Regions from separate parts of the Macaca mulatta genome. Here region 1 is linked to region 2. A link is a contact called in public Hi-C data. All regions are on one chromosome and are shown on one strand. Each heading gives the region's core, a stretch centred on a gene start, on an enhancer-like site or on the middle of the called end of the contact. The rest is flanking DNA. Distances are from core to core; before and after follow the strand shown.

What was found. Hi-C and Micro-C count contacts between places; a contact is called where the count stands out from the background.
Region 1: a contact with region 2 is called in a Hi-C map of cortical neurons, with 2.7 times the contacts expected there. The contact joins the enhancer-like site here to the promoter of LOC106994152 in region 2. A contact is called at or near these places in 3 of 14 Hi-C or Micro-C datasets (CD4 T cells, cortical neurons and fetal cortex germinal zone).

What each region holds. Positions count from the first base shown.
Region 1 is chr16:90,779,275-90,786,567 of T2T-MMU8v2.0, reverse strand. All of the region lies in intron 8 of BAIAP2 (BAR/IMD domain containing adaptor protein 2), which reads right to left. Among named protein-coding and RNA genes, the nearest start is that of MIR338, 33 kb to the left of the region's middle. Within about 2 kb of position 1,702, at least 25 of the 40 cell types and tissues checked have an H3K27ac peak or open chromatin away from gene starts, as enhancers often do. A contact at or near this core is called in CD4 T cells, cortical neurons and fetal cortex germinal zone, where this site is marked.
Region 2 is chr16:90,722,670-90,729,537 of T2T-MMU8v2.0, reverse strand. It overlaps LOC106994152, which reads left to right and starts at 1,421. Exons shown (of 5, transcript XM_077971060.1): 1 at 1,421-1,538; 2 at 1,656-2,123. The coding sequence starts at 1,421. It overlaps BAIAP2 (BAR/IMD domain containing adaptor protein 2), which reads right to left and starts at 1,528. Exons shown (of 17, transcript XM_077973294.1): 1 at 1,369-1,528. The coding sequence starts at 1,422.

The DNA of each region.
Region 1 (7,293 bases), core at 453-2,952, 57 kb before region 2:
GGATCAAAGGGACTGGGTGGGCAGGGCTCGCTCCAAGAAACAGGTGGGCTTGTGCACAATGAGGGGCCTGGAGATGAGTACCCGCCCATGCCCCTGCAACATCACTCAGAGCAACACCCAGGCCTGTTCCCAGGCCGCCTGCAGGGTCCTGCCCACTCCTCCCCCAGGGAGCTGCCAGGGATGCTGGGGTGCGCCTCCAGGCTCTGAGTGGCCTGTGATGGGGATGCCTGCCTTGGACCCCGACCTCATGCACAAGAGTGCACAGAGGAGCTATTCGGTGCCCAGAACCCCTTAAGTGGGGCAGCCTCAGGAATGTGAGGTTCCATGGAGAAACCCCCAACACACCCCATCATGAGGATTCTGTACCCTCCCTGGGGGCTTTTCTAGCAGTGGCTGGCCCAGAGGGCATGGTGGGCAGAGAGCTCAGGGCCAGAGAGCGCTCAGCAGGAGATCCGACGCCTGGCAAAAGAAACTGAGGCACTGAGAAAAGGCAGGCCAGGGGGTCTGCCCAGAGCCACGGCCTCCACGCAGGTTGCCGTCCAAACGGGACTCGGGGGAAGTGAAGGTGCTGCTTGAAGCGGTCACCCCAGGACAGCAGCATAAACTAGGCCGCAGGGCCCCTAGGGTCTCCTCACCCTGAGAACGTCACCTTCCAAACCAAGGCCCCTGGAGCCGGTACGGCTGCCCACCCTACAGGCGGTTTCTGGGTTTTTAGGCTACAGTACTTTCTCACGCTCGTGCTCGGTCCCCCGGGGGAGAGTACAGCGAGGGGTACTGGCCTCATTAGCAGGGTCTGGCAGCCTCCCTGGCTGGGTAGGGAGTTGGTGTTTTATTTTTAAGGCTTCCACTTACTCAAAGGAGCCCCGTAAATGGCTGGGAGTGGCACACAGATTTCAACAGAAACCCAGGGGAAGTTGGGGGAGAGACAAAGTACGGCTGCATGGTGCTCCAGCGGGGCCCCTCCAAACCCTGGGGACAGAGAAGAGAGATGTTCCCAGAGCTGTAAGCAGGGATGGCCAGCCCCCGGGGGACGGAGGGAGCCGACACCTCCTGCCTCAGAGCCCCCATATGAGCATCCGGCCATGGCGGAGCCTGAGTTAGTGCGTGACACGCGGCTGCCACTCTGTCTAGGAATGACAGCCGCCTCTCCTCACCTCCTTTTCCAGAACACTAACTCCTCATAGAGACCACGACTGTGCAGGGCAGATCCTGGAAATCTAGGCCAGGCAGAAGCTTCACCACACAAGGGGCCGGTGCGGGGATGGGGAGGGGAGGAGGGGAGGAGGGGAGGAGGGGAGGAGGGGAGGAGGGGAGGAGAAGAGGGGAGGAGGGGAGGAGGGGAGGAGGGGAGGAGGGGAGGAGGGGAGGAGGGGAGGAGGGGAGGAGGGGAGGTGGCGGTCAGCGCTGCAGGGCCCGACCAATTCTGACCTGCTGCTGGACGGGGATGCCCTGCATGGGGCACGTCCGAGCTGGGTGGAAAGTGCAGAGGACAGAGCACGGCCTGGTCTGCACCTCCAACCTGGCGGCCGGCCATTTACAACGGCCCTGAGCCTGCCCCATGGACAGGCGGTCCCAGTGGCCGGCCCCCTTCAGCCCCTGCCCGCCGCTGAGCCACCAGCTGCGTGCTTAGCTGGGTGCCATGGCAACAGCACTATGGAAACACCCAGCTGAAAGCATTTAAGACCCACAGAACGCTCCCACTTAGTCACCCTGGGCTGAACGGCCCCGTGATCAGAGAAGACAAAAGTGATCAGAACACATCTCATCTCTCCACAGCATGCGGTGACTCAGAGTGGGGGAGGGGCGTTCCGGAAAAAACCAAGGCGGCTTTGGTTTACCTCACCCGCCACGGCTGCTGCAGCTTTCCCACGTTCCTTAAAAATCGCATGCGGCCCCCCAGGTCCCCTGTAGCGTATGAATGAGAACGTAATTCTTGGCCTTCAGCTGTCACCATGGGCAACACTTACTCGAAAGGATGCGGCAGCAGACCGGTCAGCTGTGGTGTGTGGGGTGAGAATCAGCTGCCTCAAGTAGCACGTGGTCACTGGCCACCTGCTGGCTGCAGCCAGTGGCTGCTTCAAAACCCGCTGACCAGGCCTCCCGGGCTGACAGGCACAGTACCCAGACAGAGGAGGGAGGGCAGCCATGGCAGGTGGTTCAGGAGACGGGAGGGCCCTCAAATCTCACGTTGAACACATGTGCTCTGAGCAAGGCCCGGGCTGGGCTGAGCAGAGGGTGAGCCGCACCCTCCGGCCCTGGTGGCAGGTGGAAAAGCTGGTTATTCCACTCCCCGGGGAAGGCATTACAGGAAGATCCTCAGGAAGGGAGCTCTTTGACAGGATCAGGGATCCATGAGCCCTGAGGGTCCCCATTTTCCTGGGAAAAAGGCCCAGAGCTTTCAGCAGATTGGCAAAGGGTGCCCAGGAACAACAGGTCCCAACAGACCCATAGCTTGCTATTGGGATGGACAGTCTGGTGAGCACATGCCCATGGGCACAGGAGAGAGCAGGCTGCTGATGTCCACACGGGTGGGCTGGACACACAAACGGGCTGGAGGACCACAGACCAAGCTGTCCCCAAGACCCAGCAAAGGGTGGCAAGATGCAGGAGAAGTGGGGGCTAAGATGCCCGAGTGGCCCAGCCCTGAGGCTTGGGGAAGCGGACTGCTCGACCCCTGGCTGCCCTGGCCCCGGGGACACTGAGGGTCTCCGCGTCAGCTGCGGGTGTAGAAGCCCTGAGAGGGCTCCATGGCTGCTGGCTCCTCACGCCCACTTTTCCTGGTAAGGCCCCTCAGTGATGTTACTCCAGAGAAACACGGCTACACGGCTGTCCTCACGGGGGGCCTGGCCACAAACAGCCTTTAGCTCTGAAGAGCTTTGCTAAAACGAGGACGGGCTTCACCCCCCTGCACATCGCCAGACTCCACGCTGGCGATCGCTGGCCCTGCTATTATCGTCTCTGAAGATCTGAACGAGGGTGCTTTGTCTCTGCTGTGTTAATTATACACCCCTTTAAATAGCACGCATCTCTCCCCTTTCTCAGACCTCAATCCAGGCTATGGCCTGGCACACCCAGAGACGGGGCACCGGAGGAGGATCCTGGGGGCACCAATGCCCCCCACTGGCCCCCTGCATTACAGCGAGCAGAGCGCCAGTGCCGCTTCCCAGGACCCTCAGGATGATCCTGCGGGTGCTCTGGAGCCCCCATGGTCTCTGGAAGGCAGCATCCCCAAGAACACGGGGCCATCTCTCCCTCCTCACTCACGACTGGCCAGCGAGGGCTGCACCTGTCTCACCTGCCTCCTCCCCCATCATCGCAGAAAGGGAACAGGGGAAGGTGACCCAGCAGAAACCCTGGCTCTCCTTGTAGCCCCGGGCATCTCTGCCCAGAAAAGTCCCAGGAGGCGGTGAGTGGGCAGGGCAGCGCTGCCCTCCTCTGCAGCAGGAGCTTCAGGCTGCTGAGGAAGCCTCCAGAGCTGGCTGAGCAGGGTCATCCCAGGGCCAGCGGGTCGAGCCCATGCCCAGCGCGATTCTGAGCAGGGGCCTGGCCTGCCCCACACCACTCCCAGCACAAGCACTGACTTTTGAGGCCCCAACACTACTTGGGTCTGCCCCACCCTCAGTGCACACGGGTCAGGAAGGACAAGTTGCATCCAGTGGGCGGGGGCTCTCCTCCCCACACTCAGGTCCTTGTGCCCACAGCCCAGCCCAGGGAGTAGGTGGGCCACTCCCCTCCCACCCTGAGCTCCAGCTGCAGGATGGGGCATGTGGATGTGTCCCCCGTGCCCTGCTCCATGCCCCTGAGGGGTGGGCACAGGCTGGGCTCTGCTCTGGGCCCCATTCCGGGCCCTGTGGAGATGGCCACACCCCTCTGTTCTGAGGAGGAGGAGCTGGACCAAGCTGTGACCCCGCCCCGCAGACGCACTGATAAATCACAGAGAAGGTGTCCTCTGCCCCAGCGTGTCCACCGTGTCCCATGTGCTATGGAGACCGTCCCCTCCACACGGATGGGCACATCTATCAGCACCTGGTCCAGCAAACGTGGCAATGACCACAGTACCCGGGAGTGAGGGCACCGCTGGCCCAGCAGGCTGTACATACCCCCTTACATAAGCTCTCCTGTCCTAGTTAACAAACGTCCCAAATGCTTCCTGACTCCGGTGCCCTGACCTATAACTGCAATTACTTCCTTTCATGGAAATCCCAAAACACCATCTCAATTACACGCAGTTCTTGAACACGGGAGGCTCCCCGGCCCAGCCCCACTCGAGGGCACCCTGGCAGGCAGACAGAGAAACCCACTCTACCTGCCTCTCTGGGGCAGGGCCTGGCTGACCTCCCGCCCGCCCCTCCCTGCAGCCCCACCTCTGCCCCCAGGGCCTGGTGTGGTGTGTCCCTGGTTCAGCTCATGCGGCAGGCCCGGCCACTGCCTCATGATGAGCCTGGCAGTGGGAGAGGGCAGTGTGCATCGGCGGCCTCGGCCTCATGGGCACCCTGGAGCATGAAGCTGCCCCTCACACGTGCCACGGGCCCAGCCTTGCTGCCCGGCAGCCTCACAGCTCCCAGGAGCCCAGCGCTCCGCACACGCAGCTCAGGTGGGGTGCAGCTGGCGACAGGTTTCTGAGCCCACCGGGGACCCCAGCAATCACTTCGAGACACCCAGCCCTTGGGTCGCTGAGGGAACCCACATCTGACGACGACACAGCATGCTGCACCCACAAAGACCAGAGTCAGGCACCAGCACCACCTCCCCCTTCATCAGCGGCAGCTGAGGTGGGGGACCTCCATGGACGGGGGCACCCGTCCAGCCCTCGGAGCTCCCTAAACAGCCTCCACCTGCACGCACTGCCCACTCGGCTGCACCACCAGCCAGGCCCCAGCCAGCTCTAGACTACCAGGTGACAGACATGCAGGGCCTCCCCAGGGGCACTAGAGTCTCCAAGGGAAAGGCCTCTATGGCAGGGACAGCTTGGGAACCGCGCGGAGGCCTCTGCTCTGCTACACACGCCCCTGGCTGGACGCTGGCTTCAGGCCACCCTTACACGGCGTCACTTCTACTTCCAGCAGCCCAGCTGCCCCCCCGTCTGCTCAAGAAGGCAGCCCCAGGAGCCCGAATGGGCCAGACTCCTGCCCCACACCCCAGTGGTGTGGGCACATCTGCCTCTCCCAGGGTCTTCAGGACTGGGGACAACTGCTACGGTTGCCAGTGACCCCACAGGGCACACACTGGAGGCAGCTAGAAGAGCTGGGTGCAGGTGGGCCCAGGGACCAAGGCAGGATCTCCAGGGCAGCACCATGAGCCGTACTCTCTGGGTAGACACCCCTGGGCTGCCCCCAGCGTGGGGTGCAGCTACTGGGCTGGTCTGCAGAACAGCTGGAAAGCAACCAACCGCTTTAGGAATGGAGAGGCCAGTAGTGAAGGGACCTCTGCTTCTCCCCCAAGAGTGCCTCCAACAGGCCCTTTCCCTGTGACCGCCAGGACCTTGCTGACATTCTAGGCCCCAGGACAGTAGCTCTTGACAGGCAGGCCAGGAGTGAGGCCCAGCTAGGAGGCCTGTGTTTGGGGGTGGGGCCACATAAGGGGGGTAGGGCTCACTGGAGGGGCAGGGCCTCCTGCTCCAAGTGGTGGGTCCACACAAGTGAGGGCAGGGTGGAGGGCACTGGAGGGGCAGGGCTGCACAAGTGGGTGGGGCCAGCCAGCCCAGCTCCCCAGCTCTACAGAAGTGGAGAGGACGTGCAATGGCTGGGCCCCCAGCAGCTACACCCTAAAGTAGACACCCCAGGGGGGCCGGCAGCACATCCCAGCCAGGCAGCCCGGCACTCACCCCAGGACTCACCCCAGGATGGTGGCAGCAGCCTCCCTGCAGCTCAGTGGGGGGTGTGCACAGTCACATACCAAGTCCCCCACCCCTTCAAACTCAGATGTGGGGCCGGGCATGCTGACGGCTCCCAGCCTGGCCTCCTGGGCTTCCAGGCCACTAGGGAGCAGAAAGCACACTGGGCCGTGGCTCCCTCTGCTTCCCACCCCAAAACGTTGTTTTGAAACCACTTAGCACTTACTAGCTATCTGCTGCATGACCCGTTTGTGCGTGGCACCAAGCGGGATGCAGAAGAAATACGAGACCTAGCCCTTCCCAAAGGAACTCGGTGACTGAGGAAAAATCACAAAAATAAAACACCTGTGTGGTTAAGAGTTGTAGCCCCATCTCCCATTAACAGAGGAAGGTCAGGTAGATGGGTAGGAACAGAGGCAGAGGTCGGTCCAGGAGAGCTCCCTACGCAGGCACCGTGAGAAGGTCGACACCAGCTTGTCCTAGGTCCACAGCCCTTCCTGTCAGTGCTCAGAAGACGGAGAAAGGCAGGACATTCCCCCTCACAAACAGGGAAACTGAGGCTCAGAGAAGCTTTGGTGCTTGCTGTGGCCACGTGACCCGTTAAGGGACAGAGCCGGATCCAAGCCTAAGCCTAACACCAGGGCCTTGAGGCTGTGCCCGGGTGGGGACAGGCCAGCCTGGGGCCACCCACAGGTCCTCTGGTGAGTGGGGAGGAGCAGCTGCAAGTTCTGGAGAAAGGAGGTCACTCAGCCAGGGCTGGGGAGCCACAGCAGGGCGCCTGGGACCTGGGAAGAAAGGCCAGCTTCGTACATCTCCCAGGAGGCGCCCTGGGAGGCCAGGAAGATGAGGCTCACCAAGTGTCTCTGCACCAGGTGGCAGAAGCCTTTCCAGGGGAGCTGCTGGGCCACCTTACCTCACACCCACTGCAGCCTCCACCCACCACATGCTTCGGAGCCCTGCCTGCCCTCCCCGCCCACACGGCCCTCGCCCAGACCCACTCACAGGTGCTGCGGGGACCATCTGCCTTGGCAACTCACAGCCACAGACAGGAACGCTGCCCTCATTCAGAACCCTGCCGGGCTCCTGGTTCTGGCCCATCAGGACACAGACAGCCTGGAGGGCCACGACCCCCTCCCCCTTCCCCTGCCCTCCTGCGGATGAGGGGGGCGGGCTTCGTGACGACTGTGGCAGCCATCGGGTGTCCCCCACCTGAGAAACAGGCGCCATGGCTTACTCCCAAAACTGGGTCACCTGACTTACCATGGAAGGGCACTCAAGGGGCCCCAGGGTAAGCCCCGCCACCTGCCACCTTAGTTCTGTTATCAAATGTTTCACAGCACCTGGGGCACCCACTGGCAGCCCCTTGCCCAGACCGTGGACCACAGCACTGAAGCAGGGCCAAGGCCCCTTGAGTCACCGCAAGGTCCAGCCCCCTGTGGCTGCAAATCAGGGGACCCTCG
Region 2 (6,868 bases), core at 172-2,671:
GACATGGCTTTAGGACTCATCTAGTCGACGGCACCCGCCTTCAGAATCCTTCCAGACGGACGTGGCCCCAACTTCACAAGCTTTATTGAAAGCTGTATTCAAATGCAATCTGCCCCCTGCACTCCAGCTGGAACCAGAGGGGCCACCCCAGAAGCCTCCATCTGGCTCTCCGAAGCCTGAGGGCTAAGAGCGCTTTGCAGGCCCCCCGGCCAGGCACGCCTTGGCTGCCTAACACAATCAGAAACTGTTACTCTGCCGGGCAGGGCGCAATCCGGTTAGGAGGCATGAACCAGCAACTGCCGGGTAAATACCCACTCCACTCAAAGCCCAGCCTGTCACTGAACCTTCAGACAGTTTTGGAACAAAGCACATCTTTGTTGTAAGAGATCGCCTAGGACCCAGGGCCACCCAGGGCAGGGGTTTCTCCTCTGAGAAACTGCCCCTCGGGAGCTGCTGGGCTCAGGCGTGGGGGTCCGGACCGAGAATGGATGCTGAAGAAAGAGGAAATCAAGGCCCTGTTTGTCTATCCCAGCCACAGAAACGACCGGGGAGGGGGCGGCAGCGGAGGCTTCCAGCGATGCTCTGCGCCCCTCGAATGTGAACCTGTCATTTCACAGACGAGAACGTGGACGCCACTCTTAACACATCTGAAGCAAAGGTAGGCACGTCAGCCTCCTACACAATTAGTCTTCTCTCTCCGCGGTTACATAAGATGATGAATTATCCGTCCACCCATCCAGCCTGCCCGCGCTTCGACCTCCCACCTTAGACCCCAGCATCGGCGCCGGGCAGGAGTTGTGGAAAGGGAAAGCCTGTTGAGAAGGAAGTGCCCGAGGCTCGCGCAACCGCGCCTGGAAAAGCCCCACGGTGCCAGCGCGCCAGCCGCGGCCTTCAGGCAGCCCCCACGCCGTCCCGGCGCCGCAGCCCCTGGGCCCGCCGCCCCCGCCGCCCCCGCCGCCCCGGCCCCGCCCGGGTGTGCTACGACCCGGACAGGTCCGAGGGCTCCCGGGGCCCGGAGCGCGGCTCCGTTCCTGCCGACGCCAAGTCAGGCGCGCGGAGAGGAGCGCGGGGCCGAGAAGGGCCGTCGGGGCGGGGAGTGCTCCCTGGGCCTGGGGACGGGCCAGGCCGCGGCGGGCATGGGGTGGGGGCGGCCGGGAGGGGGCGACCACCCGTGAGCTGCCGGCGCCGGGCTCACCACCCCCGCAGCCCGGGGCCTGGGTGGCTGCGCCGGGAAGACCCCCGAAGTCCTAGCCTCCTGGCCCCGCGCGCGGCCCCAGGGCCGCCCTGGTCGGTCGGGCTTGGGCGCGCGGGCGGCGCGGGACCCGGGCGCACCCGGAGTAGGCTCAGCTTGGCGCCGGCGGGGCTCACCTTGTAGACATTTTCCGTGAGCCGGTGCATCTCCTCTGAGCGAGTCAGCGACATGGTCCTGGGTCCCGGCGGCACCACAGACCGGAGCGGGGGCGCGAGCGGCGGCGGCGGCAGCAGCAGCAGAAGCAGCAACACGAAGAGGAAAGCTTACCCGAACCACAGAGCCCGTTGTCCGGCGGCGGCCACTTTTATAGCCGCCTGAGGCCCCGCCCTGCGGCAGTCCCCGCCCCTGCGTCCCGCCCCCGTCGCTCCCGCATCACCGCCCCCGACTACCCGCCCCCGCCCAGCGCTGCCGCTGCTAGGCAACCACCAGGCCCCGCCCCCGCACCGCCCTTTCCATTGGTGGGTTCCGGAGACGGGGGAGGGGGGCGGGATCGCAGGCGGGGCCTGGTGGCCGACTCCAGGCAGCGATTGGTCGGTGGCGGCGTCGATCCTGGGGGAGAAGGGGGAGGTGCGGCGCGCGCTGGGGCCCAGGGAGCAGCCTGAGGGGGGCCCGGCAACAGCCGGGCTGGGGGCGGGGAAGCGGGGGCGGGGTGGCGCAGGAAGAAGGAGCAGAAGGTGCGGGGAGGAGAGCGGGGGGCGCCGGCGGCGAGCGCGCGTGGAGGCGGCACTTCGCGAAGTGGCACTTCGGGGCGGGCGGCTGGCCCGCCGGGTCACGGCCTGGCGCTGCGGGGAGGGGACCCGAGCGGCTCGGACGCAGGACGCCGCGGGCCGGGTTTACAGGTGGGAGAGGCCCCGACCCCACCGCTTCGCCGGTAAGCCCGCCGGGCGGGCGGCGACCCCCCGGCCGGCCTTTCGGGGCAGAGAGGAGAACCCTAGGGGAGGGGGGTGCTGCAGGAGGACCCTGGAGAGAGCTCGGCCCTGGAGTGGAGGACGACTTGGAGAAGCAGGATTTCGGGGGAGCATCATGAGGAGAGGAGTTGGAGGGAGGATCCTGCAGAAGGTGAACTCTGGGGAGGACCCTAGACAGGCAGACAGCGCTTGGGGACTTGGGCCTGGGATTCTGGAGAGGGGAGGACTCTAGGGGAGGAGGGTTGGGGAAGAGGATCTTAGGGGAGGGCCGTGGGAAGGAGGATCTGGAGAGGGGATAAGGGAGTTTCCCATTGGAAGTCCTCGGGACAGGGCGACCCTTAGGGAAGGGGAGGACCCTCGTGCTGGCAGAAGATTCTCGTTGGAGGCAGTTTACTTGGGGGAAGGGGTCTCTGGGGAAGGCAGGGTCGAGGGCAGTAGGAAACGGGGGCCCCGGAGGACTCTCTGGAGGTGGAAAACCCTGGGGGGTGGCGGAACCTCGTAGGAGGAATAGGGGAGTCGGAGCCGCCTCCAGTTTTTAGGAAGGGTCCTGCTTAAGGTTCGTCCCAAGGGGAGATTCTGCGGGGGAAGCTGGCCGAGTTAGCACGTAGGTCTCCCAGTACAATTCCTTTGGAGAAATATTTACATAAATTAGGCTAACGTAGAGGAATTATTTGCTTTACATGTAAAACACCAGATCTGAGCGCTTCCCTTTAATGAAACCTCACACTCTCCCAGCCTCCCATCCCTGGAAAATCAGTCACTCATTCATTCCTTCAACGAGTCAGGCCCCTGGGGGAGACCCAGCTATGTTGGCTGGCCGGCAGACCCCCAGACATCGGCAGGGGCTAGTGCACGGGCTCATGCGGATGGAAAGACCAGGGAAGTAAGATTCAGGAAGCGTTGCCTCCCTCCCACCACAGCCCCGCGCCTCCTCTCCTCCAGCTGAATTTCCTTCCAGCTCTGGCCCTGGCTGCTTCCTTTTTCTTTATTGTCTCCAGTGTTTGGGGGAAGATCCCTGTATATTTATTTTCTAGGATTCTTTTGGTGGCAAATGACAGAAAGCTCGCTCAAACTGGCCCTAACAAATTTACCTGAAGGTAAGAGCATCTCCACTGACCCTGACCCCCTTCTGTCTAGGCCAGCTTCCTGCTGTGCTCTCTGCACCCACCGACCTCACACGCAGCCCTAGAACTGACGTCCACTGGCCTGAACTGGGTCTGGGGCCAACACGGAGCAGGTGGGGGTAGAGCAGCCCTGCTTGCCTGGAGGAAAGTTGAATGGCTGGAACCAAGATGACAGATGGAGGCTGGCAGGCAAACACGGGAGGTCTCCTCACTCCAAGAGGGGAGTCAGCCTGGGGACAGTTCTTCTCCAGGCCCTGCTGCTCCTATCAGCTGCAACACAGCAGAGGTAGGCCCCTCCGGAAAAGCTCCCACGGTCCTGGGTCCCGCTCCAACTTCTAGAAGCTCCCAGCGTTACTTCCTGGGCAGGCCTGCTCATCATCGCGCTACTCCTGTCCAAGGGGATAGTCACGTTCACATTCGGTGACCGACTCAGAGCCCAGCCTGCTTTCCAGGTGGCCAGTGGCTCAGCAGTCTCAGTGCCTGGGCCTGCTCCCTCCACCTGGCAGCTGGGCAAGCGGCTGAATGCGGGCCGGAGGCCTTCCCTGAGAAGAGGGTTATCAGAACACCTGCCATACATGGAGGTGACCAGCTCAGCGCCTGAGAAGACGCACCGCAGCTGATGACAGGCGCAGAGCAGGACGTGGTGAGGTCCTCATACGTAGGAATGGAGAATAAGGGCAAGGAACTCGGTGCCCGCCTGGCATCTGCCCTGCACCAGTGGTCTCCAGGAAGGTCTCCACCGAGGATGTTCCCCGGGCACTCCGTGCTTGCCTTCACCAGCGTCCTGTGAGGCCTTTTGCACTGATGCGGAAGCCTTTCTAAAGGGTGTAGGGGGCTGGGGGGTTGAGTAACAAAGGTTCCAGGAAGAGACAGGCCAGGCTTATGGGCTGGGCATCCAGAGATCGCCCTGACGCCAGCTCCAGGTGGAGTTAGGAGGGCACTCTTGTCCCGACGCATTTTATTTTGGAGGTGTTCACAGACCACCGCCTCTTCCTGTTCCCCTCGACTCTGAGAGTGTGGTGGGGTAGCTGTGGAACCTGACTGCTTGCCTGAAGGTTGGGGAGCGTGGCTAGAAACTGTGGCCCAGACCTGGGATCTCACCCACGCCTCTACGAGACGTCCCGAACTCATCCCATGGACTGAGCGGGGAGGCTTCGCCCTGCCCGCCTCCTCCCAGGAAGGAAGAGCGGAAGAGGTGTCGCCAGCCGCCGAGACTGCCAGCCACCACCCCCTCCCAGATGCTCTGTCCCCACCCAGACCAGGGTCACCTTCTTCCCGCACTGGGGGTGGGGTGGGGTAGGTTTCGCAAATCCAGACTGGGGGGTGGGGGTGGGAGCAGGTTTCTGTAAATGAGCAGCTCATCCAGAGTCACTGAGAAGGAGGCAGACGGAGCCAGTACCCAGCAGGTCTCCTCTCGTGAGCGTCAGCCCTCGCCTGGGCGGGCCGGGGGATCCTCGGCACCCCAGCTCTGAGCCAGGGGTCTGCAGCCAGGGCACCAGCGATGGGCCCTCATGCACACAGGGTGCCGAGTGGGGCCGGAGGCAGGAGTGACTTCAGACAAGAACCTGATGCCACAGCGGGCGACGCGGACCGTGGGTCAGCCAGCACGATGGACCGCTGGGGAGAGGAGGGCTGGAGGCAGAGAGTGGAAGTGTGCAGCCTTCATCAGCTTATTTTTAGTTGAGTTATGTAAGTGGCTTCATCTCAACGTCACATGGGGGGGGGTCTCAGATTTAATTACAGGATGACAGCCTTTGCTTTTCAAGCAAGCTGTTCTCCTGGCAAGCCAGGCGAAGGATTGAGGAGTTTTGCTAAGCAGAAGGAGCCCTTTCCGAGGTGACCACCTAGCAAAACTTGAACCCGCTTTCACTTCCGTCTCCCTCTTCCTGACCAGCCTCAGCCGGCCTCGGCTGAATGTGGCCTGAGAGTAGCCACTTGTGCGCAATCATGGGGACATTTTATGCCTGTCAAGGGAGCTTCCTCTCTCCTCTTCCTCTCCCTCCCACCCTCTGCCTGGCAGCTTTGCCTTCTCTCCAAGAGAAGGGTCCACCCAATCAGAACTCCTCTTCCTTCATTTCATTCCTGGATTAAAGCACTTGTAATCAGTAACCAGAAAGTTCCAGAGCGGGAGAGACCGGAAGGCACTGGAGTGCTGTTGGACAGGCGTCTGGGGCAGAGCCAGGAGGCTGTTCTCTCCCCGCCTGCCCTTGCTTGCTTCCCACTCCGTGCCAGGTGCTGTGGGAGTGGCTGGGCCTGGCTAGGGTCGGCGGGTGAAGCTGTCGGCATGGTGTCCGGAGCACCATTTCTTTGCTTCCTGGATGGGCTGGACGGGCTCCCGGGTTCTTCACCAATGGCAGTAGGGGGTGGGCAGTGCCGAGGGGACATCATCTGGCATAGGCGGGCCCGGGTGCCACTGTGCTAGATGACTGGTTGCTGGGGACAGGTGTCACAGCCTCTCTGAGCCCCTGCTTAGTGGAGGGCAGAGCGTTGTTGGGAGGAGTTCAGGCATAAAGCAACATAAATAGTGCAGAGAATCATCAACAACTGGATGGGACATTCTGAAGAGCTCCCAACGCGACACAGATGGTCACTCCAGAGGCTGACATTTAAAAGGAAGGGGCCCGGCCAGGAGCAGTGGCTCACGCCTGTAATCCCAGCACTTTGGGAGGCTGAGGCAGGTGGATCAACTGGGGTCAGGAGTTCGAAACCAGCCTGGCCAACATGGTGAAACCGCATCTCTGCTAAAAATACAAAAAGGCGTGGTGGTGGGCAGCTGTAATCCCAGCTACTTGGGAGGCTGAGGTAGGAGGATCACTTGAACCCGGGAAGTGGAGGTTGCAGTGAGCCGAGATTGTGCCACTGCACGCCAGCCTGGGCGACAAGAGCAAAATTTCATCTCTAAATAAAGTAAGAGGTGCAGGGAGGGGCCCCAGCTCGTGCCCCTTCTGTGTGGGTTGCACATGGTGACTTCCTTCCAGAGACCACAGTGTGGGAAGTAGGCAAGGCATCTCCACAGTGCAGAGCCCGACCCACTGTCTCAGCCCAGAGGTCAAGGCTGGCACCACCACTGAGAGGTCACGCGGGCAGATGCGACGGGGGTGCCTCCCCACTGGGCTCTTCCTCCCAGACCCATAACCCTTGTCTTAGCATCAGAAAAACACCAGTAGACCGGGCACGGTGGCTCACACCTGTGATCGCAGCACTTTGGGAGGCCGGGGGGCGGGGGGGGATTGTTCAAGACCAGTCTGGGCAAAGTAGTAAGACCCCATCTCTACAAAAAAAATTTTTTTTAATTAGCTGGGCGTGATGGCACATGCATGTGGTCCTAGCTACTCTGGAGGCTGAGGTGGGAGGATCACTTGAGCCCAGGAGGTCAAGGCTGCAGTAAGCCATAATCACACCACTGCACTCCAGCCTTGGTGACAAAGCAAGACCCTGTCTCAAAAAAAGAAAAACATCAGGCAAATTCCAACAGGGGGACACTCTACAAAAAACCAGCTCTCCTCAAAACTGCCCAAGTCATCAAAACTGAGGAAAGTGGGCCGGGCGCAGTGGCTCACGCCTGTAATCCCAGCACTCTGGGA